Linked DNA regions of Mus musculus: all the other regions are linked to region 1. The links are chromatin contacts, called in public HiChIP or PLAC-seq maps. All regions are on one chromosome and are shown on one strand. The core of a region is the stretch at or near the end of the contact, and the rest is flanking DNA. Distances in the headings are between cores, read along the strand shown. Region 1 holds the start of 1700012C14Rik (RIKEN cDNA 1700012C14 gene). Region 2 has its middle 23 kb from the start of Mir29a. Region 3 overlaps Gm40359 (a long non-coding RNA gene).

The links. HiChIP or PLAC-seq counts read pairs in DNA pulled down with a chosen protein or histone mark.
Region 2: an H3K4me3 HiChIP or PLAC-seq map of forebrain shows a contact between it and region 1, with 10 times the contacts expected there. The contact joins the enhancer-like site here to the promoter of 1700012C14Rik in region 1. A contact is called at or near these places in 19 of 39 promoter capture datasets (the 3T3-L1 cell line, 3T3-L1-derived adipocytes, the C10 cell line and 11 more), 2 of 15 datasets of contacts at CTCF or cohesin (the NIH/3T3 cell line and embryonic stem cells), 18 of 484 Hi-C or Micro-C datasets (the G1E-ER4 cell line, the HL-1 cell line, the N1E-115 cell line and 6 more), 21 of 115 datasets of contacts at active chromatin or transcription factors (the 230-238 cell line, craniofacial prominence, differentiating embryonic stem cells and 11 more) and 1 of 9 other capture datasets (embryonic stem cells).
Region 3: an H3K4me3 HiChIP or PLAC-seq map of embryonic basal ganglia shows a contact between it and region 1, with 6 times the contacts expected there. The contact joins the enhancer-like site here to the promoter of 1700012C14Rik in region 1. A contact is called at or near these places in 16 of 39 promoter capture datasets (the 3T3-L1 cell line, 3T3-L1-derived adipocytes, the C10 cell line and 10 more), 1 of 15 datasets of contacts at CTCF or cohesin (the NIH/3T3 cell line), 1 of 484 Hi-C or Micro-C datasets (bone marrow-derived macrophages), 11 of 115 datasets of contacts at active chromatin or transcription factors (the 230-238 cell line, bone marrow-derived macrophages, embryonic basal ganglia and 6 more) and 1 of 9 other capture datasets (adipose tissue).

Annotation. Positions count from the first base shown.
Region 1 is chr6:30,458,987-30,464,131 of GRCm38.p6, forward strand. 1700012C14Rik (RIKEN cDNA 1700012C14 gene) reads left to right here and starts at 1,999. Exons shown (of 2, transcript NR_131049.1): 1 at 1,999-2,143; 2 at 3,975-4,327.
Region 2 is chr6:31,037,428-31,042,572 of GRCm38.p6, forward strand. No RefSeq gene overlaps it. Among named protein-coding and RNA genes, the nearest start is that of Mir29a, 23 kb to the right of the region's middle. Within about 2 kb of position 2,149, at least 58 of the 459 cell types and tissues checked have an H3K27ac peak or open chromatin away from gene starts, as enhancers often do. A contact at or near this core is called in the N1E-115 cell line, the NIH/3T3 cell line, cerebral cortex and 7 more, where this site is marked.
Region 3 is chr6:31,008,410-31,013,554 of GRCm38.p6, forward strand. Gm40359 (a long non-coding RNA gene) reads right to left here. Exons shown (of 2, transcript XR_868931.2): 2 at 1,656-2,290. Among named protein-coding and RNA genes, the nearest start is that of Gm40359, 4.0 kb to the right of the region's middle. Within about 2 kb of position 3,187, at least 36 of the 459 cell types and tissues checked have an H3K27ac peak or open chromatin away from gene starts, as enhancers often do. A contact at or near this core is called in bone marrow-derived macrophages, embryonic basal ganglia and oligodendrocyte precursor cells, where this site is marked.

The DNA.
Region 1 (5,145 bases), core at 749-3,248:
TCTTGTCCCTTTATAACATCAAGCAAGAGTATTATTGTACCTCTTTTTCTTCTCCATAGTTGGGTGAAAAGAGGTGGGCGGGGGTGGACCTTATTCCCAGGAGACCCTGCAGATTAGCCATATTCTGATTCACCAAGGTTGGGACAGCCCAGCCTGACACACAGAAATGAGGTCTCTCGGCTCGGCTCAGGCAGCAGCCAGGCAGGCGGGAAGGGCCTGTCCAGTTTGGCTCCTCAGCCCAGCTCTAGGGTTGGTGAAGAGAGGACACAGACAGCGGCACACGCTGGCCACTTACTATTCTTGGCACTCAACACCAAGCCAGGATCCTCACAGCGGTTGCATCTGTGAAATACATCAAGTGTCAGTGTGTGTCACCTCAGAAGGGACGGGCAGATCAGTTCATCTTTTATGAACCATCTCACTAAAGCTACCAAGAGTCTGGGCCTCAGAAGGTTCTAAGACTGCAAGGCCCACTTTCTCTCCCTGCAGGGTAGCAGAGCCATATCTGCCACGTGCTGCAGTCAGGCGTCACTCTGTCCACTTTCTGCTTAGCTAATTTGTGCTGGAGCCGGCGTGGTGGTGCACCCTCGTTTTTTCATCCCAGCATTTCGGCGGAGGCAGGTGGACCTGTGAGTTTGAGGCTAGCCTGGTCTATATACACTGAGTTTCAGGCCAACCAGGGCTTCTTAAAACAAAATCAGAAACCAAACAAAAACATTGTGTTGGGATGCGGGAGGATAAGCCAAGGGCCACCAAAGTGTTCTTGCCAAGGGAGTTACCAGCTCTCCCAATGCCAGAGGAAGGGTCTCCTTGGTAAGAACTCTCACTGCACCGATAAAGGACCAGACCCTTCCCCAGGTGGGCGGGGCTCCGCGGAGCCGCAGTGCAGCACGATGAAGCCTGTGCCTGGGACGGGAAGCTGCTCTGGAAGCGAGCGCCAAGTCCCCCAGGTGCCACCGCCAGTCACTTGTCCCGGCAAAGCTCCCAGTGTCCACATAGATGCGGAGCCAGGTCAGGATTTTTCGAATGTAAAATGGCCTCGTGCTTCGCGGAGAAGCTGCCCAGGGTGGGTTCTCTGCCGCCCCCTGGCGAGCAGCGCTGGTCCTGGTCGTGGGCACCGCGACTAGCAGCGGCCGGTGCCCACGCTAACTGTGCATCTAGTGGGTACGCAACCGGCTGGGATGCCACCGGGGCACAACCTTGTATTCAGGCTGATAGCACCCGGAGGCAGGGCTTCTACCCAGCAAACCGGTTAGAGGAATCAGGTACTGAGAATAGAGTACTTTAGCTCAAGGCTCAGAGGAGCACAAAGAGCTAGAAAGCTTTTCAGGGACAGCACCCACCACCTCCTGGTGGCTTCTGGAAGGGGAGGAAGCCTACGAAAGAAACCAGAAAAACTGCAGGAGACTTGGAAAGTTAGGGCGAGGAGAGGCGGTGCTCAGAAGGCACTGATATATAATCGCGCTCCAAGGCAGTTAGTTGGGAAATTTTAAGTTCGAGGCTACGACAATGATCTTTTTGGTAAATAGGGTGAGGCCACTTTGGCCAGGGCACTCAAGAGTACATATACAGAGCAAGGCCTGGCCTTCAGCTCCCATCTCTTTATCCTGGGGTGGGGAGCCAACCTGAGCACAGCAGTCACCCTGGGGCAGCACCTCCAGAGGATGCACTGGAGGCCAAACTCTGGCCTTGAGGGAGACAGGTCCACTTGGAATTAGGACGGGGTACCACGGGTGTAGGACCTTCTCCACTAAAGCTTCGCAGGATGAGGATCCTCCCTCCCTCCCTGCCTTCCACAGCCCAGTGTGGCAAGAGGGGCCTAGGGCTGCGGGGGAGAGAACCACTCCAAACCGGAATGATCTGGTTTAAGGCAAGCTGATTCTCCCTCCGCTCTCCCCCGCCCTCCCTTCTCCTCCTGCGACAGGCTGCTTTTTGTCGCAGTCCCCTGACCAAGGTAAACAGGAGGGAGGAAAGAAAGCTCTGTTTCCATGGCAACCTAGAGGGCGGTCGATTTGGCTCTCTCGGAAGTGCTTGTATGAAGGGGAAAAGAGGCCTCACTGGAAAAGCAACAGGGAGGAAAGATCCTAGCCGCGTTCCTGATGGGGGTTATTCTGGAAGGTGATGTGGGCCTGGAGTAGGAGAGGTGAGGGGCCTGGCACCCTCAAGTGAGGTGGCAGATGGAGCCCGGGACCTGGATACTCCAGGGGCTGGATTCACACCAGAAATGCCACCATCAACCTGGGAAGTATCAAACAGGTGCCAGAGCTCTCCGGGCACATGCTTAAACCCTCACGCCTTGCTAGCCCAGTCCAGAAAAGCTTCCATGGCCGCTCGCTCTGCTAAGCCACGGGGATAAGCCCGGCTCAGTCACCAGGATGAGACTCAGGGCCAAAGACAGGTTCTGTCTGAAAGACTCCCCACCCAGTTCTTGGAGAGTGAGCTAAGAGAGCGCTCCTCCCCTGAGAGTAAGGCTCCAGCATCCTTTCTCCTCCAGACTGGCCCAGCTCCTGTGTGGCACCATGAGAAGAACAGAGTAACCCCAGCATGGGTTGATGGGTGTGGGTCACCATCTCCTGAAGGAGGAGGACTGTCCTGTCACTCTTCAGAGGTCAGCTGAAGTCCTCACTAACCAGATAATTACCACACACTGAGACTTTTCTGAGGAGCACCCTGAGAGGGCCAGTAGCCTCTCAGGGTTCCTATCAGCGTCCTCATAAACTCCTTCTGTCCCGGCTTGGGGAAGATAAGGCAGCTTGCCTTGTCTTTAGCTATCATCTGAATAGCCCGGCCAGGAGAAAAAAGACAGAAGCTATGGGTTGGTCTTCTTCTGACCCCAGGGACGCAGCAGTAGAGACAGGGACTATGTGGAATCTGTATGAGGTATCTTGGTTTCCTCAGGCCACACGGTGACTCCTGGCAGTGAGGCTTCCAAGATTTGGAAATCCCAGCTCCGGAGCCTTTCCCTGGAGCCAGTGGAAGCACCTGATCTGTCGGGGGGGGGGGGGCTGGGGGGGGGGGAGATACCTTTCAGACCAGAACAAGGCAACAGATGGACGCGTTTTCCTTGTAAGATGCCCAGAAAGGCCACATCTCAGCTCTTTCCATGGCGTGGGGATTCCAAAGCTACCTGACCTTGGTGTCTTGCCACGATGCTCCCTTTAGTCCAGCCATGGTGCCGCTCCTTGGATGATGAAGTGTGTTGTTGGGGGCCTTGGCACCAGTGGCTCGCTCTTCCTCCTGCGTTTCTGTGGGTCTGTCCTCCATCTCCGGTTCTCTATTCAAATATCATCTCAGTGAGGAAGAGTCAAAGCTAGGGTCCCACTAGGAAGACTCCAAGGCCTTTGCCCTGACCCTTCTACCGGCTCTGTCCCCTTCCCATCTCCCCCATGGTCATAGAGTTTACTGCCTGTTTGTTCCACCATCAGGAGGACAGGAGCTGACTCTATCTTGTTCATTCCATAGTCCTTAGAGCCTGGAACAAAGTAGGTGTTCAATAAACACTTTCAGCTAGCTGGATAGCTAGGGGCCTGGGTTCAGAAGGCGGGGGCCCTCCACCTGTCCTGCAATCTGTAGAGGCCTGTGGTGCCTGCTACCTCCTACAAGCTGCAGAGCAATGTGACACACTTCCAGTGAGGCCCGCAGAGGGATCCAGTGTGTAGCCACTATGTAGGAAAGAAGCGAACAGTAGAAGGGGATGCTGCACTCAGATAGATAGGCTGGGTCACTGCAGCCAGGCTGTAGGAGGCATGGTTGATAACATCTAAAGTAGGATTGGAGTGATTCAAGTCAGCCTGAGGCCCAGGACCCTGCCCGTCGGGCATAGCAGAGGAAGACAACAGCCCAAGCATCTTCTCTCTGCCTCTGCCTTCTGCCTTCTGGGCACTGGGAGGAGCTGCTGGGGGTGGGGAGAAGAGGCACGACTAGAAGGCCTCTTCTAAGACCTCTAAGAACTGCACATCTCTTCTTTCCGACAGGGAGCCTCGGCAGCTGTGACTGGCGTTCTGCATGCCTCTCTGCTTCCTGAGGCTACTCACTTCCTTGCTTGCATGTGGCCACAGTGGCAAGTTCCAACAGTTTCTTCAGTCAACGACCCCTCCCTCCCGACTTTGCAGTTTGAGTCACCTTCAATTTCCTGCCTGCCTGCCCCTTCCCTGATTGACCTGATAAATCCAGGACAGCTTTTATTGCTTTTGGCAAAACATTGCCATTAAGATTTACGGAGCCAAAAGCTGGTACAATGTAATCTTCAGAGTAATTTACACAGTGAGTTTCAAAAGATGAAAAGTTAGCGTTTCCGAGGTAATTTCATAAAAAGGATTATCAGATTAATCACTGTGTCGATTTAATCGTGGTTTCTAAAATAATTAATTAGCCTGCTTGAAGTCAGCCATGCAAAGAGGACCCCAGAAGGAATACAAATGGCCGTGTCAGATGTAAGTATGTTTGGGGCACTAGATCTGGAGAGAATTCCTGCTGAAATTACCTCGGGAGAGAGTCTGGTATGTGTGCCCTGGCTTAGAGATAAGATAAGGAAATGAAGTGTGGTCTGGTGGCACGTCCCTGTCCTCCTAGCACTTAGGAGGAGGATCATAAGTTTAAAGGCAGCTTTACAGTGAGCTCAAGGCTAACCTGGGCTACACAGTGAGACCCTGTTTCAAATAAATAAGTAAATAACTGAAAGCAGGCAGAGTTCCGAGTCTTGGGGACGGCCTTCGGATATGACTGCCGCATGCCATGTGTGGAATTGCCTGGTGACACCTGGAAAATGTGTCCAAGCAAGCCACGTCTGAGTGTTGACAGGCTGCCGTGATGGTAGATCCAGGTGTGAATTGCAGCCGGCTCATGAAATTACCTGTGAGTGTGCTGAGATGGAATGGAGTCAGCTGGGCTAGTCCTAAACATGGTTCATATGGTGCCCGGACCAGCACAGCTCCGACTCACTCGTACACTTCGGAGCAAGGCTATGCATGTTCTTTTTTTTGGGGGGGGGAGGAGGGGAGGTTGAGAAAGGGTCCCCTGGGTCTCTTTGCCCTGGCTGTCCTGGAACTCACTTTGTAGACCAGGCTGGCCTGGAACTCAGAAATTTGTCTGCCTCTGCCTCCCGAGTGCAGGGATTAAAGGCATTGCGCCACCACGCCCGGCTCT
Region 2 (5,145 bases), core at 899-3,398, 580 kb after region 1:
CTGGGACAGCCTCCTCTCAGATACCCTGTGGTTGTCCTGGGTCACGGAGATACTGCAGCCTTGGATCTGCAGGACCAGCCCCTTCACTCACTTCAGCAGTTCATTGATGAAGCAAATGTTGGGGTGCACCAACTCAGAGCCCTGGATCTGGGCTTTGGTGGTAGCTGAGCTGGTCAGCCTGTGGGGACTGGGAGGGGGAGGGGCTAGCTCTCCACCCTGGTGAGTGTCTTCTTACTTGCACAGAAATGGCTGACATTTGCTTTACGAAATATTTTATTGTTCCGTTTCCCCCGCGCTTTGCTTTAATATGTAGTCTGTCCTCTTGACCCTTTAAAGCGGCCTTCTGGTATTTACCAGACTTTGAAAATGTATTCTCCTGCTGCTCTCCACCCTCACGCTGTTCGCCCCGCATTTGCTGGCACCCACGTTTCCCCTCAAGACACGGTCACTGTGGATGAGGGACCACCTACTCCAGCAAGGCTTTATCAGGACTAGTAATCCCCATGACCGTATCCCCACGTCAGGTCACACTGGGAGACACTGGGGGCTACCTCCGCACGTGACAGGACCTCTAAAAGCCTCCCCTTTGTACCTGTGATGCTTGCCTCAGACAGCATGGCACGGCATCTCTTCAGTGCGACGTAGTGAGCCTGTGGCACGGCTTAGTCAGTTGAAGGCATGGATTGTGGCTTGCCCTCAGGCCAACAGCCATCTAAGCGGGGGAAACTTACGCAGTGCTGTTCGCCTCCCTGCCAAGCCTCTCCCACCGCCCCGGTCCAACTGTTTTGAATGGAACCATGGCTGCCACTTGGCAGGAAGTCTGGTTCAAACCAGCTTTTCCATCTCTGAGACACACTCTTGTTTAGATTTTCCCGTGTTGTCTGTCTGTCTGTCTGTCTGTCTGTCTAGCGTTGTACTGCTCATTTGAATGTGTAGTTGCTTTCTTTTTGTGTCTGTGAAGGATTCAGGCTGTTAATGTGTTTCTTTCTGTTTCATTTTGTGGAAAGGAGGTTTTATTTTCAATCTGTCTGCCTGCCTCTATCTATCTATCTATCTATCTATCTATCTATCTATCTATCTATCTATATATCTATATATCATCTATCTATCTATCTCTAGCAGTTTTAAGTGTTCATAGTTTCCCATCCATTTGGAAATTTTCTTTCTCTTCCCAGGCTCGCTGACCAGGAAGGGTTAAGTGAGATGATTTGTCACAATGCTGGCTCACGAGCACCCTCTTCTGTTGACTTAGAAGAATTGTGGCTTCTTTCTTTCTTTCTTTCTTTCTTTCTTTCTTTCTTTCTTTCTTTCTTTCTTTCTTTCTTTCTTATTATTTTTTATAGCTGTCTTTTGATTTTACCCTACAAGTTACTGGGTTTATTTTTTTTTAATTAGGTATTTTCTTCATTTCCATTTCCAATGCTATCCCAAAAGTCCCCCACACCCTACCCCTCCCCCACTCCCCTACCCACCCACTCCCACTTCTTGGCCCTGGCGTTCCCCTGTACTGGGGCATATAAAGTTTGCAAGACCAAGGGGCCTCTCTTCCCACTGATGGCCGACTAGGCCATCTTCTGCTACATATGCAGCTAGAGACACGAGCTCCGGGGTACTGATTAGTTCATATTGTTGTTCCACCTATAGGGTTGCAGATCCCTTCAGCTCCTTGGGTACTTTCTCTAGCTCCTCCATTGGGGGCCCTGTGTTCCATCCAATAGCTGACTGTGAGCATCCACTTCTGTGTAAGTTACTGTTTTTAATTAAGAAAGAAACCTCACTGGCTGCTAATAATGTTTTATTTCCTGATCTGTGTGGTAATTGTGAGATGGTGCTCACTTTGTGGAGATCCAATGAGCCACAGCTTACTACGTGTATAATATTTACATATGAATGCTATGCTTTAATAAAACGCTAAATGTGCACAGGTCCGTAATTCTTTAGTGACTCTTGGGCTAAACTTTATTATATTGAGGAAAATTACCTTCTACATCCAACCTTAATGGCCAATCCCACCACTAACCCCTCTATTTTAAGACAGGGTCTCACTATTTAGCCCCAGCTAACCTGGAATTCACTAGGTAAACCAGACTGACCTGAAATTCACAGACCTGGTGCTGGCCTCAGAGGTGTGAGTCACCAACACCCAGCTGAGTCTACTCATTTTCATCCATTTATCACTCTGATCATAAGCATTTCCTTCACTGTTCACATGTTCCCCAACACTGTCTGTGCTCATAGACCATGAAGCCAGGGATGGGGAAGGCTGGGAGCCGGGATACGAACAAAGCAGGGACATGCACTGTGAGGATATCAGGAAACAACGCCCGGGCTTAGCATTCCAGAAACAGGAATTAAAAAGAATGTAGAGGATAGAAGACATCACTGTGTCCATCCTTAGAAAATACACGAGAGAGGTAGAGGCAGGCAGATTTCTGAGTTCGAGGCCAGACTGGTCTACAGAGTGAGTTCCAGGACAGCCAGGGCTACACAGAGAAACCCTGTCTCGAAAAACAAACAAACAAACAAACAAACAAACAAACAAGAACAAGAGGGGGGGGCTGGAAAGATGGCTCAGTGGTTAAGAGCACTGGCTGCTCTTTCAGAGGTTCTGAGTTCAATTCCCAGCAATCACATGGTGGCTCACAACCATCTGTAATGAGATCTGATGCCCTCTTCTGGTGTGTCTGAAGATGGCAGCAGTGTACTCATAAAATAAATAAATAAATCTTAAAAAAAGAAAAAGAAAAGAAAATACAAGAAAGAGGAGGAGGAAGAACGACAACTACTCGGGAAGCCAGACTGGGTGTTTGTTCATTTTAAGTTTTGTTGTTGTACACAAAGGTAATTTTTTCTTTATGGATTTATTTTCACCATTTAAGACTCTATATAGGTTCACGTCTCTGCACGTGGCTGTGGTGCATGAGTGCAGGTGTCCACAGAGGGCAGAGACCTCAGATCCCCTGGCGCTGGGGTTACAGGCAGCTGTGAGCAGCCTGATGTGGGTGCTGGGAACCAAATTCAGGTCCTCTTTGGAAGAGAAGCAAGTGCTCTTATCCACTTAGCCATCTCTCCAGCCCCAAGAGACAGCTTGTAAAAAAGAGATTTGTCTTTATGTATGTGTTTGTGAGCAGGAAGTGGAGCCCCTGCACCCGGAGCTAACGGTGGTTGTGAGCACCTGATGTGGGTGCTGGAAACTGAACTCTGTCCTCTGCCAGAGTATTGAACACTTTTAACTGATGAGCCATCTAACCAGGCCCAGGATAGAAATATGTGTGTGTGTGTGTGTGTGTGTGTGTGTGTGTGTGTGTGTGTGTGTATTCATACACATATTTTTTTCCTGCAGAGCTAGAGGTACAATCTTGACAAGTACTCTATTCCTGAGCTACCTCCCCAGTGAGACTGACTTTTTAACATTAGTATCATGTTATTATTTCATATTAAAATTTATCCATACTAATAACTTATCGGCTCACTCTATTGAATATTCTACATATGTGATTGTTGGTTCTGTCTGTCACCTCCTGTGGGGCTGGCTGGCTTTTGCCATGCTCTCTCCCTGGCCTCGTCCCTTCCGCTCCCTCCGAGTTGCAAGCTCCCCTCATGTTTTAAGCATATGTTGTATATCCATCTCTCACCGTTGTCTCATTGGGAGAATTAACTGGACATAGAGGAGCTAGGCAGAGGGCTCCAACTGGATCAGAAGTGAAACCTGGCTTGTGCTTGGTAAACCCTATTTTCTACTTGCATTCTCGGGGGACTCTTTTTTGTTTGTTTGTTTAATACTTAAAATGAATGAAGACTCGCTGTTTCCCGTTAACTTGTTTCATGGAACTCTTGTGGTTTCTATCCTGATAAACACTATTTCATTTCTTCTGCTCATAAGTCAGGTCGTTGCCATACCTGGGGAGAAAGCCCTGGTTGTAGTTCTAACAACAAGCCCATCTACCTGCCTTTGGTACACGCGACTGCAGGATGTCTCATCTTCTGCTGGGGACCAATTCATCTCTTCCCAGGAAGGAACCTCCTTTTCTCCTGGTTTTCCTCCACCAGCACCCCACCCCACCCCCGCCCCCACTATCATCTCTAATCTTAAAGGATACTTGGTCTCTCTCATCACTGGTACCTCCAGAGTGAAAGCCATCATGAGTTTATCTTCTTTCTCCCTTTTCTCCCAATCACTCCTCCGTTCCTGTTGCCTGGCTTTCCCTTCCAGAATGCAATCGAGTCAAAGCTTCCCCATCCCTCCCTGTGTCAGACATCATCCCTTCCCCTACGCCTCACTCTCTCAAAAGCATTCAAGACACACTTGCTTCTTGTGACTTCAGTGGCCATATGTTGCCTGTCATTTTTCTCAAATCTTTATATCTTTTTGCTATTTATATTCCCTTTTAGATGATTGGATCTAGATCTTTGACTTAAATACCACTTACATGCTAGTAACTTTCAAATATATACATCTTCAGTGTCTTTTTGATGGTATAATTAACTTATGTGTGCCATTGTGCAGTGAATAACCAAACCCAAACCTCATTTCCTCTCTTCAAAACTGTTTTTCTTTTGTTCCCTCTTTGGTCCATGACCCCGACATAGACAACCAAGAACACCAGAGGCATCTGGGGTCTTTTCCCTTTGATCTCTGCTTTTAATATTTATTTTTAACATTAATTAACTTACATGAGAATGTGGGTACACATAGGTCACGGTGTGTGTGTGTGTGTGTGTGTGTGTGTGTGTGTGTGTGTGTGTGAAGGTCAGAGTTGGTTCTCTCTTCCCACCTTGCTGGAGCAGGTTGCTCTCTGTTGCTCTTTGTACCTTAGTTGGTCCATGAGTCTCTAGGCAAATTATCCTCTCCCATCTTGAAGTAGGGATGCTGGGATTACAGATGAAGGCCACCACATTTGGACATGATGGTGGGTCATCAGGCTTATGTGGCCACTGCCTTTTCTCACTGGGCTGGCTCTTCCCCCACTCTATTTTTCCATCCTTTTGCAAGTTCAGTCTGGTACAAAACATACCCTCTTAAATCCTGTTGCTAGCGGAGTTCCATGGCTTACGCCTGTGCTCCAGCATTCAACAACCTAAAGCAGGAGTTGGGGACTCTGAGCCCAACCTGAGCTCAAAAAACAAAAATCCATTTCTCTTTTG
Region 3 (5,145 bases), core at 1,937-4,436, 550 kb after region 1:
TTCCGGCTTTAAGACAGAAAAGGTTCTGAAATGATTAGGAATCCTAATCTGGCAAGTGAATCGGGTGAGAGCTATTCATTCAGATCTAGGAGCACGAATAGTTTAGGTTTAAACCTTTACTTCCCGTGATAGAAATCTCCTTGTTGGGGTAAAACGATCAAGAAAATCTTAAAGGAATTACAACTGGTATCAATATATACTTATTTTATTCTTATTTACTTTACTTACTTTATTTTCTCTATCCATTTGTGGTTTTTTTTTTTATTTCCATTTAAGTGAATTAGTGTTTAGGAGAATTTTAAATAGTTATAGCATAATACACTTGATTTAGTAGGATAATAAAAATAGATTAAAGTATTGATACAATTAGTTAGAAAATAGTCCCTCTTCTAGTCTCTGTGACTTTTCTTCTACATCAAACTGTTTGTATGGCTTTCCTTTGTGAGAGGAGAGGCATTCAGAGCATGCATGTGTGCACACAGTTATGCATGTGTGCACAGTGCTTGGGAGGCTGAGGCAAAAATACATGAAGTCAGAGACTAGCCTGGGTTACATAGTGAGACTATCTAAAAAGTAACAAAAACAAACAAACAAAAACAGAAAGGAAATAAAGAAATTTGGAGAAAGAAAAGGAAATAATCCTCTCACGGAGTGAAGGAGACTGGAGCAAGAAGATGAGTTTTTAGCATGAAGAATTCTATTTCTGTGACCATGCTTGCCCACTTGAATTCTGTTTCTTTCCCTCGTCTTTACAGGGAACAGTCTCTTGACTATGCCTCCCAAGAAAAGTGTAATGAAGTCAATGTGAGGTAATAAGATGTGGTGATTTGAATAAGAATGGTCCCCATAGGCGCATATAGTTGAATGCTTAGTGTGATGGTTTGTATATCCTCGGACCAGGGAGTGGCACCATCTGAAGGTGTGGCCTTGTTGGAATAAGTGTGACCTGGTTGGAATGTGTGTGTCACTGTGGGTGTGGGTATAAGATCCTCACCCTAGTTGCCTGGAAGTCAGTCTTCCACTAGCAGCCTTTGGATGAAGACATAGAACTCTCAGCTCTGCCTGCACCATGCCTGCCTGGATACTGCCATGCTCCCACCTTGATGATGTTGGACTGAACCTCTGAACCTGTAAGCCAGCCCCAATTAAATGTTGTCTTTTTATAAGACTTGCCTTGGTCATGGTGTCTGTTCACAGCAGTAAAACCCTAACTAAGACACTTAGTCACCAGGGAGCGACACTATTTGAAAGGATTAGAAGGATTAGGGAGGGTGACCTTATTTGAGGAAGTGTGTCACTATGTATGAGTAGGCTTTGAGGTTTCAAAAATCCATGCTAGGACTCAAATCTCTTTGCCTTCAGGACAGAATGTAGCTCTTGGATTCTTCTTCAGCCCCATGTCTGCTTGCATGCTGCCATGCTCTCTGCCATGATGATAATGGATTAACATGGAAACTGTAAGCCAGGCCCCAGTTAAATGCTTCCACTGATAGAGTCATGGTGTCTTTTCACAGCAATGGAATACTGACTAAGACATAGGAGAAAGTTACCCATAATAAATGAACTATTCTTCATATTACCCCTTCTACAAAATATAAGTACATTAGACATTCACAATATACAATATCAAAACAATCTGAGGAATAACCACAACAGAGACGCTGCAGGTTTTAATGCCACTTCGGTGAATATACGTGTGATAGAGAGGTGGGGCAGAGTTAGCAGATGGAGCTGCTCATGACAGACGTGGGGGTGAGGCTGTGGTGGGGTGCAGCGGGGGGTGGGGGAGCTGTTGTTCCTGAGTAGCCTGGAGCCTGGAGCCCTCACAGCCTCTGCCCCCAGCACACTGCCCAGGCTACAGATCTCTCTCAGCTCTGAGCAGAGACAGGGCTTCCAAGATGGAGAACAGTTCATTTCCTGGATTGGACCACCTGAAAAGACGTCCATGGTTCGTGCCGCTGCTGTTGCTGTTGCGGGATGTTGATACCCATGGGTCTGTGTTGCTGCCAAAGGCCACGTGGATGTTACATGCTGCAGTGGGGGTGGAAGGTGGGGTTGGGGATATGTTGATGTCCTTGGTCCATACTACTGCTAGAGAACACATGAGTGTTTGTGGTCAGGGCTGCGGCCAGAGGCCAAGTTGGTATCTGCGGTCCATGCTCCCGCAGAGGGAGGGCCTTGTTGGCGTTTGTGGTCTATGCTGCCACCTGGGGTCATGTTGAGGTCCACAATCCATGCTGCCGCTGGCTGTTTTGGGCCAGGAAGCTTCTTTTGTCGTGGCATCGTCGATCTAATGCAGACTCACAGTTGAGAATGAGAGACATAGAAGGCATCTGTGACAACATTCCCCACCCCCTCCCCCGCCACCTCCACCCCTAGCCCACCCCTACTCCCAGAAAAAAAAGAAAAGAAAAAAGTCAGGCAGGAAAACGTTGAAGAGAGTGCTTAAAAATTGTGCTAAGGCAGCTAAAGTGTAGCACTTCACAGTTGGTGGCTTCTGGTGGGGTGGGGATGGGGAAGGACTCAGTTATCTTCAAGTGGCTGGCCACTGGGCATTTCAGCATGCTCCATTGAGTATATGGGCAACACAAACTGGACCTGGGGTATATTTTTTATTTTCTTCTGTTTCTTGGGGGGTGGGGTGGGCGGTGAGAGTATGGACCCGGGAAGAAAGGAAGGTGAATGGGGTACGATCAGGCGATCAGGGTGCATTGTGTGAAATTCCCAAATAATCAATAAAAATATTATGCTTGATTAAATAACAAAAACAAAACCCACCACAACAAAAATAGGAGAGAGAGAGAGAGAGAGAGAGAGAGAGAGAGAGAGAGAGAGAGAGAGTTTTGAAGCATTCACAGCTGCACAGAACTTCCATTGTCAAGCTGGCATAAAGAGCTTTCTTCTGTTAATGTTTACAAAACTGCTTGGTGTTTGAGTCTGCTAAGACATTGTAATTCTTAGGCTAACCCTGAAAATGTTTCCTGAAAGCTTCATCCTTACCAAGGTGCGCTACAGCTCACAGGATGCTCAATAGCAATTAGTAACATAAAGTAAAAGTCAATAAAGAGTTAAAAAAATCTGACTTTTCTATTTCAGGCAACATTTTATTTAGGTAATGAAGGCCGTTAGGGCCTAGGATAGAAAGCCTTGGCATTCTGCCCAGAGCATGCTACAGTTTCAAGTGCTAAGAGGGAAATGATGGCATAGGTTAATTTGGGATCTTGGCCTGTGGCCACAGCTCACGGGACTTCTGAATTGAGAGAGAGAGAGAGAGAGAGAGAGAGAGAGAGAGAGAGAGAGAGAGAAAGAGAGAGAATTGATTTAGAAAGTCAGCTTCTCAGGCAGCAGGGGGAGGGGCCAAGTCTAGTTCCAAGAGGCATTTAAGGATAGAGAGGCTGAAGAAAGTCCACTGAGACTAGCTGGGCTGAGGGTAGGACACTGGCAGCAATAATGGTGAGAGAAAATGACTCAAAGAGGGTACCACTTCCTGAGATGGACAGGCTAGGAGCCTAGCACAGAGTGCCACTGAAGACTCGGTGGAGACTCATCCCTTAGGACAATTCTTAACTGCATGTACAAAAAAAAAAAAAAAAGGGGAAAATTGCCATCTCGAAAAGCCAGCAGAGTTCACTGAAATAGTTAAAATCCATGGACTCATATGGCAGGAGCCATTCCCCAGCAAAACGCAGACAGCAAAAACACCCCATTATAACCTCTGCCGGGTCCAAGGGAGAAGCTACAGGCTGGTGGGCCTCTGCTTCAGAAAGGAAGGAATGGGAGAGGATGCTCTTAGCTTTTGTTGGTTTCATTGTCCTAAACTCCCCTCCTCTATCGAGCTATCTATCAGTGCACAGTCACTGAAGGCCAAGCGGGGAAAGAAATACAGAGCGGCTCTCATGGGCCAACTGCAGCACAGCACAGCATATAGACCAATAGACCCTGCACTTTGGGGGTCTATTGGTCTATATCCAGAAGTTGAGACACTGTTCATGTAGCTCAGTGATAGTGTGGTTGCCTAGCATGTGTGGAGTCCTGGGTTTGATCTCCAGCATCCTGCTAGGTGCTGTGACTCACACCTGTTAACTTGGCACTCCAGAGGTGCCACACCCACTCCAGTAAAAACTTAGTGGCAGGCCCAAAAGCTTGGACACAGTCCCATGGCAAAATGTTTCACGGAAACTTAGTCTCTTGGAGCCTTGGCATCCTGTAGCAGGAATACTCCAAACATGTCCTTGTGTTAGTCAGTGAATGGATCTGTGTGCTTTCTTTCAGTATTGTTTTATTATAGGTGCCTCCAAGCAATGATTTGTCAAATACCTAAGCTAAATTGAACTTTGCTTCCTGGCCTTCACCAATGTCCTAGGCAGTCCTTGAGCCGACCCTGAGCTTGGAATTCAGTAAGAATGTTGCCTATTCAGATGAATTGCCTCCAGTATTGAAAGAGAGATAGTTAAAGAAATCAGGCATTACTATCTACTACATAGAGTTAGAAATTTCAGGGCAAGCTTAGCAAAGTAAGTTTAGAATTCTTATTATAATTATGAATGGCAGACTACATTACTTAATAGAAGAAAGTCTACACAAAATCACTTAGATTAACAGCCAAGTCACTCCCATATACAGGAATTTACAATGGTTTAGGAAGAAGATTGGGCTGTGGTTTAAGGAGGAACTAGAGTATTGCATTATTCATGAGAAGGTTAGCTAGAGCAGAACTCCCTAATTAGAACTATGGCTTGGACACAAAAAGCCCTTGCCCCGGGAGCATAAAGACCTCACACCTGGCTTCTAAGAATATAGCTGACCTTAGATAGAGGTGATTTTGTCTCAGTTGTTTTATTGCCTAGTTCCTGCTAGTCTTTATGTATGCATTCCTCTATTTTGTGTAAAGAGTCATTATGCATTCGGTAACCTCAGTGTACCTTGGCTGATGTGTTACCCAACTTCCTTATTTTCTTCTGTATTTTAAGTCTGATGCTCGCTTTGAGAAATTACATTCAGATCAACACTCCCTTATGTTGTGTCTGTTTGTCACCCTGCTGACTGAGTCCAGTCCAAGGCACAGAGGTAGAGACAGGAGGATCAAAAGTTCAAGACACAGCAAGTTTGAGGCCAGCCAGGGATAGACAAAATCCTATCTCAAAA